Linked DNA regions of Bombyx mori: region 2 is linked to region 1. Evidence: chromatin contacts called from public Hi-C data. All regions are on one chromosome and are shown on one strand. Each heading gives the region's core, a stretch centred on a gene start, on an enhancer-like site or on the middle of the called end of the contact. The rest is flanking DNA. Distances are from core to core; before and after follow the strand shown. Region 1 has its middle 18 kb from the start of LOC101742075. Region 2 holds the start of LOC101740560 (D-aminoacyl-tRNA deacylase).

Evidence for each region. A called contact is a pair of places that touch in the nucleus more often than the background predicts.
Region 2: a contact with region 1 is called in a Hi-C map of midgut, with 2.4 times the contacts expected there. The contact joins the promoter of LOC101740560 here to the enhancer-like site in region 1. A contact is called at or near these places in 4 of 7 Hi-C or Micro-C datasets (midgut, posterior silk gland and whole pupa).

The regions. Positions count from the first base shown.
Region 1 is chr7:6,235,941-6,242,668 of ASM3026992v2, forward strand. No RefSeq gene overlaps it. Among protein-coding and RNA genes, the nearest start is that of LOC101742075, 18 kb to the left of the region's middle. Within about 2 kb of position 4,336, at least 3 of the 8 cell types and tissues checked have open chromatin away from gene starts, as enhancers often do.
Region 2 is chr7:6,288,115-6,294,842 of ASM3026992v2, forward strand. It overlaps LOC101740560 (D-aminoacyl-tRNA deacylase), which reads left to right and starts at 3,752. Exons shown (of 4, transcript XM_038011971.2): 1 at 3,752-3,914; 2 at 4,465-4,555; 3 at 5,460-5,586. The coding sequence starts at 3,872. LOC101739933 reads left to right here. Exons shown (of 2, transcript XM_004931242.5): 2 at 1-2,384. The coding sequence ends at 367.

The DNA of each region.
Region 1 (6,728 bases), core at 3,086-5,585:
AAACTGCATATCGAAGGGTGAAAGGCTGTTTGGTTTAAGCGACATTTTTGCAACTTTACAGGAAAGCCATTCAAAGTTTAAAATTTGGAAAAAAATACCATAACACAATAACTTGACTCAATTCTCTCAGAAAACAATAAAACCTTTACTAACTCAATTAAAAACATCGAACTGTTGATGCTAATACCAAATAAAACGCAGCTTTAACGTCGACCTCGCCCAAAACACGTCATCTCGGATCCTCCCGATCCACTAACGATGCTCTTAGGTACCCCAAGCACCGGTCATCGTTCTCGTCGAACCCGTCGCTTGCGACGAAGGGCTCTGCGAGTAAATTCATCCACAGACACAGCCCACTGAGTTTCTCGCCGAATCAGTGGGTCGAGTTTCCGATCCGGTCGTAGATTCTGCAAAAATCGGCTCTTGCTAGGGTTTGTCAGTCGTCACATCGTCAGGTTTGAGCCCCGTGAGCTCACCTACTAGCCCGGTGGCGCTGATATGGTCCCCTAGATCATCAGCTTAAGTAGGAAAAAAAAGAAGCATTGCTTAAAAGAAAAAAAAAGCATTGCTTAAAAGCTTAAATTGTAAAAATAAATGCGGGACATGTCGCGACATGTAAGCGAAATGTCGCTTAAAACAAATTCACCCCTTGATATGATTTTTATTTATAAGACACAGCCTTTTCTCCACGAGGCAATGCTTGGGAATAAATAACATTCGGTGTCTAAAATTAAAACGTGCTATTATTTTGTTATCTTTATTACTTAAATCCCTGGCCCCGGGTTAGGTCTACACGTGGATCTCCCACAACGTGATTTTGTTTTGTAAAATAAAGGTTACTTAAAAGGTCAACTAAAATGGTGGAGTAATTACGTACTTCCATTGTCACTCTTTAATTTGCATTTATACATGTAAAATACCTAGACGCTGTAATTGTTAGAATGATAGCCTTACTTCGGTATCCTTATACGTGAAGCAAAAACTTTGTATCCCTTTTTACGAAAATTGCGCAGACGGAGGAGTATGAAATTTTCCACACTTATAGAGAATGTAGAGAAGAAGTGCACAATGCTAATTATTTTTTTTTAAATAAAGCATAAAAGATACATTAAATCAATAAAGAAAACATTACACACACTACATACCATGTATTTGACGCATACACACATGCATACTATTTATTGTCAAACTTTTGTTCTTCACGTGTGTTGTCAAATTGAGAATAGATTACATATTGTTTGTCTTTGTTAATATTTTTTATAGTGTAGTCTTGGCAAAATTTGTGATTATAGAAGTATAAAATACAATCATAATAGTGTACAAATTTACAATTCCAATTAATTATAGTCGAATTTCGACTACTGCGGGACCTCTAGTAATGATTGTTACGTGATAGTATATTTATTAAATCATTTATCACAGGAAGTGGTGTAGCGGAATAACCGCTTGTGCTATTCTTTTTCTGTGCCTATATAAAACTAATGTAACACGGTAACACTCCGTTGTGACTATCTCTAAGTGTACGAAAAAGTTTCCTGTAAATATACCACAGAAATTCTTTGGCTTAAAAATTACGAACACAAGGAAAAAAAGTTCTACCAAATTTGTTCGAGTCCTCAAGCGGTGTGGCAATTGATTTGAATAATTATTCTTCTTCTCCATCGCTCGCTCATTAGTGAAGATCGTGACTCCGTTTCAGCTTGTCCACTGCCAGCCTCCATCGGCTCCGGTCAGTTGCCTGGTGTAGTGCAGCGCTAAGTAGTCCGCTGGTTCGGAGATCTGGTCGGACTAACGTTTGGGGCTCCGGTCTCTAAGACGTTTTCCTTCTACTTTTCCAGTGACCATCAGACTTTCCAAGTTGTCTACACCTCTGCGGGCAACGTGGCCAAAGTAGTGCATTAAGCGTTGCAGACAGGTGGTAGACAGGCGAGCGTACTCCATTTTAAGCTGTTGTAGGACCGAGATGTGCGGTGGGCTGTCCATGGAATCCTTAATAGGCGGCGCCAACACCACATTACAAAAGCATTAACTCTGTTTCGAATGTAATAAAATTATAAATATTTATATATATAAATAAATTATAGATTAACAGAAAAAAAAAGATCTGATTGCACCGCTAATAAAATTCATTTTACAAAAACTTACTAATGTCATTTATGGTGTTGCAATATAAATAGTTCGTGCAATGAATATGTATGTATATGTATGGTAGGCAGCGGCTTGGCTCTGCCCCTGGCATTGCTGAAGTCCATGGGCGACGGTAACCACTCACCATCAGGTGGCTTATAAGCTCGTCCACCCATCTAAGCAATAAAAAATAAAATGTTGTAATAACGTGTAAACTAAGTTATTTTGCATTTCACGCAATATCACACAAATTTTAAATTTGTTAACAGGCGTAATCTTTGATCTCGAGCGAGGGGGGGGACAAGAGATCGCCAGTTTGTTCATTACATTGCTGACTCGTAAAAATTATTAAAACTACGAAGCATAATAATATGCTTTAACCTATATATATATAAAAATGAATTGCTGTTCGTTAGTCTCGCTAAAACTCGAGAACGGCTGGACTGGTAGATAAATATGAAAATGCTCGGAATTAAATAAAAATAACAATATTGTTTTCCCTTTGTTGTGTCCCCCGTCGGACGGATTCCTTTTGTTTGTTTTAAGTTTATTTTATACAAAAGTTTAGGTATTTTATTTATCGATTAAGGCACTACGAAGTCTGCCGGGTCAGCTAGTTAATAAATAAATAACGTTTTCCGTTTCTTAGTGTTCTAGATCCAATACATCCCAATTTCGCTGATTTATGGTATAATGGACCTTAGAACTTATATCTCAAGGTGGTTGGCGCATTTACGTTGTAAATGTCTATGGGCTCCAGTAACCACTTAACATCAGGTGGGCTGTGAGCTCGTCCATCCACCTTAGCAATAAACAAAAAAAAAACATACATCTATATTTAAAAGACAAATTCCATACATGTTTTAAACAACTACGGTAAAATGATGAGATTTCTTTCGTATGGCAAAAGTACATAGCATATTCTTGAAAGCTGGCCAGTAATGAATAATAGGTAACAAATTAGGGTCGCTTTGGATCTACTTAAATAGCGCGATGTATAATCGGCTACCCGAAATCATAACGTGAACGCTTTGAGAAAAATACGTGAAGAAAAATGTAATGATTATAAAATCGATGAGTTTCCTTATAATATCATTCAAGAAATCCGCTACACACCAGATTAATCACCATACCTGTTCGATGGTATCTAATATTGTTGTCATGGGAAGTAAAATAATCGCAAAGTATCTTAATTATGTTCGGTTTGACACATATCCTTCTCATATAAAATTATGAAATTTGATAAATTTATGCTAACATTACCAGAAAAAATTGATAAATTAAATCTTGAATGTATGTTACTCAATAATGCAAAAATTTCGGTATTGATTTGTCTAAAAATTCGCACAAGGGTACTTTATACGAGGGCTGCACTAAAAGTATCGGGAATGGAATATTTCCACTGTTCCTGTCATATTAAAATCTTTTTAATTGAAAACTCCTTGGTTTTAAAAATCGAATACCATTTATTTATTTAAAAAAAGATTTTCGGTCTTGTCACGAGGTTTTGTCAAACTTGTTTAGTCGTTGAGAAAATGGAATTGACTCGAGAAATTTTAAGAGCGATGAATTATTATGACTTTCGAAGTGGTTTAACACAAAAACAGTGTGTTGACCGGATGATTTCTGCATTTGGTGATGAAGCCCCATCCAAAACCACAATTTATCGCTGGTTTGCTGAGTTTCAACGTGGACGTGTCAAGCTCATTGATGATCCCCCTGAAGGTCGTCCAAAAACTGCAGTCACCCAAGAAAACGTTGATGCTGTGCGTAAGCTGAGTTTTTGCTCGCTCCTCCTGGCTGAGTTTTTGCTCGCCCACCTGTCCTGGTGAAACTGGAACGGCCTCCGGGCCAACAGTAATGACTCAATCATATAAAAAAAAGTAGTTAAACGATCGGGGCAACGCCTAGTATATCTGCTACCAACGGATCTATTTATCAAATCTTAGTTTATGGACCAGAATGCGGCACAAGCGCCACTTTATACCCAGAATGGAATGGATTTTCTCTGAATTATAAGATTAACGTGGAATAGTAAGACACCGAAATTCAATTTACGGAATACCATACAAATGAAGACGGCGCATTCTATCAAACAACTAGCTAGTTATTTGTATGCTGATGGTAAATCGTCACAGTCACATGTCTCAGTAGATCTATTGATGTAATTCGAATCTTTAAATTACAAAATTGAGTCACAGCACGTGACTCACATGCTCCTTGTAGCGATGAGTTGAGAAATTTAAATTTGACCTTTGGTTACTCGATTTGATTGTCAGACATAGCAAATAAATTATTTATAAGTTAACTTATGTTAATCATTTACGTGTTAATTCACATGTAATTTCTCGAGAAGAAATCGCTCTTAGCGATAAGACCGCTAATTATACTTTTTTGTATTTATGGTTTCGCATTTTTTATTTATTATTTAGTACATATACAATAACGCATAATCCCTCAATCTCTCATTATATGTTATATATGTTACTTCTCAATTTTTAAAGAAAGGAGGATTTTTAATTGCCAAATGGACTATAGGGGAATGTAAGCATTGAATTTAATGGTATGTTTTTTTGGTTCATATTTCATAAAATTTGTAACGGATTACGGATCTGAGTTTGTCTCCGTGCAGCAAGCACGTCACTTGATTAAAAGGGTAATAAAGTAGTAACGTAAATTTATCGGTTCGTAAGATTCATTCACTAAATCAACCTAAAAACTCGTTTTTTAATACAATTCTTATTTCTTGTTTGATGAACCGGCTATGTTACGCAAAAGCAGCCGTCTGTTGCTACCCCTAGGAGGAGGAGAACCTCAAAACCACAGAATCGGTGCGTCAGGCGATTTTAATAGGACATTGCGTGCTAAAGAAAACAAATTGTAAATTATAAATCTATATATAAGGCACCTATTTAGACATAGACCAATATACATATTTATAATCATATAAATAGGTAAATCTGAAACAGATCAGTAACATTTTATCGTCAGCTTATCAACCGCTTTTCTTTTGTTTAGTATCCATTAACGAGATAATATTGTAGTTTGTTTAGAACTTAGTCTCAGGTGATCGCATCATTTGCTTTAACTTAAGCTTTAACTTTATGAAGTCGTCGTGACGTCGTCCGGTGCATTTGTATCGAGCGATGCACCGGTGTTCGAATCCCGCAGGCAGGTACCAATTTTTCTAATGATATACATACGTACTTAACAAATTTTCATGATTGACTTCCACGATCAAGGAATAACATCGTGAAATAAAAATCAAACCGAAATTATAATTATAATTTGCGTAATTACTGGTAGTGGGACCTCTTGTGAGTCCGCGCGGGTAGGTACCACCACCCCGCCTATTTCTGTCGTAAAGCAGTAATGCGTTTCGGTTAAAGCTCATATCTCAAGGCGAGTGGCAGTGTATACGTTATAGATGTATATGGGCTCCAGTAACCATTTAACACCAGGTGGGCTGTGAGCTCGTCCACAAATCGAAGGAAAAAAAACAGAGTTCATCAGCATTCTTATCACACTTAAGCCGTATAAACATGTCATTGGGCTTGTTTTAAACAGAATGACACGTGATATCACGCGCGAATGAACGATAACCAATGCGTAAGCACGTCCTACATTCTGCGACGTTCATAAGTCAATATATTTTCTTCGATATTAGCCAATACCAATCATTTGTTACACAGTTGTAACATTCGCGGAAAACAATATCGGTACCTGTATGGTCCAATGGGCATGGCCGGTACAATAGTCTTCTTTTTCTTTGTGTCCACGTTATTCCACCTAGTGAGGTCGGCGCAGCAAATTTTTCTATTCCATTCTCTTCTATCAGCTATCAACTCAACACTCACTTCTCACTCCATCCATGACTTCTTCGGTCGACCTCTTCCCCCTCTACCTTGCGCTACCATTGCCATACATCTCCTAGTCACATGCATCTCCTGTCTACGCATCACATGGCCATACCACGCTAACCGTCCGCTCTTTAATTTGTCAATCGCCGGGGCTACTTTCACACTTCCTCTGATATACTCATTCCTTATCTTGTCCATTCTTGTCACTCAACACATCCATCTCAACATTCGCATCTCTGCCGTATGCAGTCATGTATGATCGTTTTGTAAATTTTCCCCTTGAGCTTAAGGGGCATTCTACGATCGCATGCAGTTGCAGGGACCTGTCGCCATTTCACCCAATCAGCGTTTATTCGGCTCGCTACGTCATGGTCTATGTCAGTCTATGCCGTCGTTCTGGAATTGGGCCGAGGTACTTGAAGTCGGAGCAGACTGGCAGGGATACACCATCTAAGGCAATTGGCGTGAAGTCTGAAGAACCACTAAAATCACAGAACATGTGCTCGGTTTTTGTTCGACTGATCTTCAAACCCTTTTCCAACCTTTCTTTTCATTTTGCCAGTTTCCTCTGTACCTCAGGCCCTTCCTCTCCAACGGAAAAAATGGCGTCCGTTGTACTGCGTCCCGGCATGAACCCAAACTAGTTCTGTGATACCTCACTATCTCTTGAGGGGCTGGGCAATTAATTGCCTAATACTTGGACCCTCAGAAGCTTTTGACATTCCCCACTGGCACCCATAC
Region 2 (6,728 bases), core at 2,502-5,001, 52 kb after region 1:
TTCCCACATTACTCGCCTGCGCGAAGCAAGACGTATACAGCGTCTGCAAAGGATCGCTTCCCCGTCCACTAGCGACGAGTCTAACTCGTCGCCATGCCCTCCAACGGTCGACAAGGCTGCCCAAAACCGCGTCATCTTAGAGCTCGCTTGGAAGACCGTAGCGCTGATGCACAAGAACAGATTGATCCAACAGAAGATCATTGATCTTCAAAAGGAAACGTCACAGTACATACAGTCCGTAATGAGCAACCCTGAGAACAGGAGGCGCTATATGGAACACGTCCGTTTGTACGGTGCGCAACCTACGCAACTTAAGCTATTAGCAGCCGAAAAGAATGTACAGGTCAAAGTGGAGCCCAAAGCGTGAGCCCCAATCTAATTCTGAAAGTTCGTAAAATCTATGAACAACAAAAAACAAAATGGCGGAAATCATTTGTTATTTACATTTTGATTACAATGACATGTTTTTGATTAAAACGACTCGTTCTTTATGCGAACGGCGAAAGGCGATGTGAAATATGAAAAAAAATACGCTTGAAAATCAACGCAGCTGTTGCTTGAAGTGTGCCTGAGAGAAGTTTGCGTCTAAAAATCATGTTGATGAAAACGGATCTGTTATGATTTTTTATCAGTAGATTAGTAGTTTTAAGGTGTTGTTTTTTTTTTTAAAGTTCAAGAGAACATATTTCGGGATCTCTTATTTATTCTTTCAATACCTACTTGAAGGTTTTATGCTAACTAAAGAAGCTATTATTATTTATCCAAAAAAGTAAATAGTTTAGAGACGTTTCAATGATTTTGTAGTTATTTTCATGACATTTTGTATTTAATTCATTGTACAATGTTCGTTATTCTTTTGAAAGCTTTCTATGTGGGTAGTTCTAATTTCCCTGTCGGCAATATTAACGAATCAGTGTCTTAAATAAAAATGTTGTGCTTATTATAATTATATAATAATGTGTACTGTTCTTTATAATTATAAGATATTAATAAGCTGTACTGTTACATAATAAGTTGTATTTAAAAGGCTGTTTGATGTTCTTAATATGTAATGTTGCCTTCGTTTCTATGATTTAAAAGAAATCGTTCAAAATCCGCTTCTACCGCTCCATTTTCTGTATTCAAACATGGCATTCATTTCGCAAAAAAATATTATTTTTCATTCATCAATTTGTAATCCATATATACAAGATTTCTAAATTAATTTAGAACAACAAGCAGAATTTTTTTCAAAATGGCGGTTTTAAAGTTTTTTTTTTTTAATGAATAGAGACCAAGGCAATAAAATGGTTTTTAAAGAATACTCTTAATCGTTTAAACTTATATTAAGATTAGATTGATTTTTGATTGAATTTCGTAATTTACGCGTTAAACATTAAAAGTGGAAGCTTATGTAATCAATGTATTAAGTGTTGGTGCATGGCAATCTTTGCATTATGAAAACTTTGTCAAAATAATTCATTTGCTATTCCACACGATGCTACTTTGAAATGTCAGTTTGACGTAGTTTCAAAGCGCTCATTTGATCCTAAACTTCATATCGTGAGCAAAAGATTTGTTCAATATTGCTATAGAATAGTCCTTAAATGAAAAGAATTGGGTAATGCACCGAAGTAGGTAGATATGCATCTCGTATACAATTCATTCATTTTCGTAAGTAATTTTCAATTTCAATCTCAATACACTTGTCACACAACACTTAATACATACAGTTTGCATTTAATATTTAGTTAATGAATTATTAATTATATCCATGTTAGCACAGACTACCAAAAACTGTGTTCATTTTAAAATATTTACTTATACTTTTTAGTCGATGTAATGTACACAAAAAAGTATTACTTACATTTCTAAATTAAAATTTCTAACTTTTCGTGTGATAAAATTTTAAATTGTATTATTTTGATTACAAATTACTTAAGTGAGTTTAAAACGAAATAACTCCTTATTAGGTATACATACACAAAAGTGTTTCAAGGTTTTAAATTAAAAAATGATTTTATTTTCATAGGTTTTCAGAATTTGATTATTTAAAATATGATTATAATTTAATGTAAACATAAAATCTTAATTCGCTTAAAATACTTTTATTTTAGAAGTTCAATTCTGTCATGTTAGTTTTTGAAAATGTGTGTCACTGACTGACTAGGGAGAATGTATGACGTCACTTCCATAGATAATACACTTCATAATTACAAAATTAAAAACGGTTGTTGTGTACAAAATTTACATCATATTTGCTTTAAAAAGTATTATTGCTTAGGCTTAAGATTATTTATACATATTTTGTTGGTAAAACTCCTTGTGTAGATTAAGCCTTCAAAAGCTTTCACGTGTTTTAGCTGTTATTATTCATTAAAAATACACTAGTCTTTGATATTCGATTTTGTTGTTTTATTTCCAAAACGATTGTTTCACTGCTCATTTTCTTCAAATATCACCTGTGTTCTACTCTAAAGTCCAGATCCATTACCTGTGCTTTTGAGTACCTCAAGCACTGATCACCGTCCTTGCCGAACTAGTCGCTTGCGATGAAGGGCTCGGCGAGTAAATTAACCCACAGACACAGCCCACTGAGTTTCTCGCCGGATCTTCTCAGTGGGTCGCGTTTCCGATCCGGTGGTAGATTCTGCGAAGCAATGCTCTTGCTAGGGCCAGTGCTAGTAACACCTCCGGCTTGAGCCCAGAGAGCTCACCTACACGTCAAAGAGAAGCTGAAATAGCCTCCAAGACTATCAGCATTGATAGGAAAAAAAAACGCCACATCAAAAAAAATTTAAATACTGCGTTTAGCGCCATCTTTCGTCAAGCGGCAGAAGCAAATTTTAAATATTAATTTTGATTTTAACATGTTACATATTATTTTGTTATTAATAATATACCTAAGTATATAGAGGCGCACAAAATATTACTGAGCAGTAGGTGCTTTTATTCTTATCTGTCATTATATTTTCTCATGAAGAGAAGGGCATAAAGTTTCACGACCTTTCAACCCTTAGGATCTTTTCAAATTCAAGTTCTATGTCATTTATAAAAGTCAAAGTAAACTTTACCATCACTTTCTCAGAGCCGCAGTTTGAAGAAACCGATAAAACGAACTCAGCCAATTAAAAATATTAAGTGTATTATAATTATGAACTCTGCGTAATTTAAACTTACTGAATTTCAAATTTTAAGCATTATATTATTAACATTAAGTAAAATAGCGCTATAAATGCTATAATCTTGTTAAACTGACGATTATAGCTGGCACACGTTCTTATTTTAGACATCTGTTCCAAAGAATTTTTCTTTATGGGCACTGATCGCTACTAATAACTGTCCAATATCTGTCCAAAATACGAATCAACAACAATCAAAAGGACTTTTTGGCGGGAACGCGAGGAGTGAAGTTGTGTGATTTGTTTTATTTTGTCTATTTAGTGTTTCTTCGGGCTTAAATGTGTAATAATGACGGTTTATTAACTGTTTAATATCTGTGAAAGTGCACAAATGTGGGAAAATGAAACAAAGCTGCTGGACGTAACTTCTCGGGATCCTCCAAAAAGTCCACGGAAAAAATCTTAGTACCATTTGATGACCACCATTTTACTGAGATTATATATCATCCCATTTCATTTCATTTAATTTCATCCCAGTTGATTAATGTCTCAAATTAATCATCTTCATTTCATTAAGACATAACGAAATGAAGAATTATAATTCATAATTTCAATAAGAAAATAAGACATAACTTAAAGGTCTCAGTTACCAGGTCATAAAATCACTTAAAAAAAAACAACAATCAAAATAATTCAAGTTTCCCACAATTGAGAGCATTTTTTTTTTAAATGAGAAATTTGCAAATTTAGTAAGAAGGAACCATAGAAAAATGAAAGCACTAATACAACGAGTAATGAATGCCAAAGTTATAGGTATATTTCTGAATTCTGAATATTAATATTTTGAGGTTATTTCTCTTCAGCATACTTCCTACTGACTTAGTCCCAACGGCGGGTCCAGGGGGGGGGGAGGGGGTCATGGGGTCATGACCATAGATTATACACTTAGGTCATGACCCCCCCTGAGCTGGTTCCAGGACTTAGGTGAACCACTAATTGAACATAATGATTTTATTTATATAATTTGTCACTATACAGATTTTATGTAACTACATACCTTCAATATTTAATTAATTTAATATAATATAATAACTTTGTATGATGGCAAGCGTTTGGGAACGAGCGCATCGAAAATTTGACTATGTGACCCCCTCCTGGCGCCAAAGCTGGATCCGCCCTTGCTTAGTCCTCGACTTCACACATCCATCCTGGTAAAGTTGATGGTCCACTGAACCACCAGCATTACTCAATTAAGGATGGGTTCCTCAAAAATCATCTAATAATCATATCATCCCAAGTCGTGATGAATTTGATTTTTGAAAGCAGTACCTACTTACCTATTTAGTATTTGTTTTGTTCCTAGTAAATGGTGAAGTCATTAGTAACATAGAACAAGGTCTATGCATACTTATCGGCATATCCAAATATGATACTGTCAAAGATATCGAATATATGTAAGTACTAGCCTTTAGTTTCGGCTTCCTTCGCTTTATTGTAGAAAATATGCCTCTGGAATAACAAAAAATTCTGAATGAAAGAAACCCTCTTTTTCTGACAACATGTAGGCAAAATTTCACAATGATTGAGTTCTTAAGATGTGAACGTGTTACAAACAATCTAACTTTTATATTTATAAAGAAATATAAGTATGTATTGGAAGGTTCCTTTTTTATTTTACTGGGTTTTGTTGGTCCGCTAGGTGTTAAATATTAAGTGAAGCTTATAGACATTGAAATGTATACTTTATCTGTGATCATGAACTAAAATATTCAAATTGTAAAAAACAAAAAATAACTACATAAAACATGAAATTAAACTGTAAAATATCTTTATGTAAATTTCACATTTAGTCATAAGGTTAGAATAGTCAAAACAAATGCTTTGATATAAGCTCCCCTCCACAGTATATCCCAAGCCCTATGATGTTTCCTTCAAATGAGGCTTGTGGAGAGTACTTAATGGTAGGCAGCAGCTTGGCTCTGCCCCTGGCATTGCTGACTTCCATGAGCGATAGTAACCACATACTATCACATCGGCAGTATGCTTGTCTTCTTACAAGAGCAATAAGAAAATAAAAAACTAATAATAGTAAATTTTATATCCTATTCAACTATATGAACCAAATTATTCAATGTATTTATAATTAGCCCATATCACTCTGTGTTAAGCTGTATAAGGAGCATGGCTCATACAATAACATGGCTGCTACAGGCTAGTTACAGTGAGGATTTTTTTTATATATTTAGATGATGAAGTAACTTCAGAAAAATGAGGCTTGAAAACCACCCATTCTTAATTCAATAACGGTATTGTCATCAAGATCTACTTAATTTCTAAATTTTAATTTTATGATTTCAGAGTGAGGAAGATTCTAAGTATCAAGTTATTTGATGACGAGTCCTCTAAGAGATGGAAGAAAACAGTAGTTGATAAACAATTTGAAATATTATGTGTCAGTCAATTCACATTATATAATACTTGGAAAGTAAGTAAGACATTATTTAAATCATTAATAAACCAATAAAAATGAAATCCAAGACAATTTTAAAGTTTGATGATATCCAAATATCAAAGTTTTCTTTTTTAAACAATTTTGGATTATTTTATACCTCAAACATCTTCTCTCTGACAATAATAATTTTTTATAAGTGTGTACAAAAAAAGAAGAAAAATAATAATAATAATACCACTGCTAATAATACCAAAAATGATATTGTACCCTGTATAAATTTTACACATTATTTAGATCATCTTTTATACCGCATTGTTACTAAATCAAAGAAAAAATGTTATGTTTTTATTTATTTATTGCTTAGATGGGTGGACGAGCTCACAGCCCACCTGATGTTAAGTGGTTACTGGAGCCCATAGACATCTACAATGTAAATGCTCCACCCACCTTGAGATATAAGTTCTAAGATCTCAGTATAGTTACAACGGCTGCCCCACCCTTCAGAACGAAACAAATTACTGCTTCACGGCAGAAATAGGCAGGGTGGTGGTACCTACCCGCGCGGACTCACAAGAGGTCCTACCACCAGTAAAATCTACTTGCTGTGCTTGAATGGAATAAATCAAAAACACTGCAAGTACGTTCAACTGCATCAGCAAAGCTGCTGGTGTTATTTATTAAAGAATGATAGTAATATTATTTTAAGCATTTAATTTTTTTATCCAAGTGTTTCTTTTTAAATTATGTTATTTTTTTTATAAAATTTCAGGGTAACAAACCAGACTTCCACAATGCAATGCCTGGTGACCAATCTAAAGAATTTTACGAGAAATTTCTGCAGATGTTAAAAGACGCATATGTGTCTGATAAAATAAAAGGTTCCTACCAATATTATCTATATCTCATGTCAGCTTTGGTCTCAATCCAGTTTTTTTCCACCCATGCACAAATGGCACTGATGTCTATGGGCCTGATGTACCTACCAGTAGGCACATAGAGTCAGCCATGATGAGCCTTTCCATTTAGGCTACAAAAACTAAATCCAAAAAAGACATGTTGGACAAATCAGTTGATTATCTGCTATTTATAGCACTACCCCAGCTGTTTCGAAGGGTGTTTTAAAAGAGACTAACAGAAGAACAGGCAGTTATCTGATTATTACAGTAGCAAAGTGC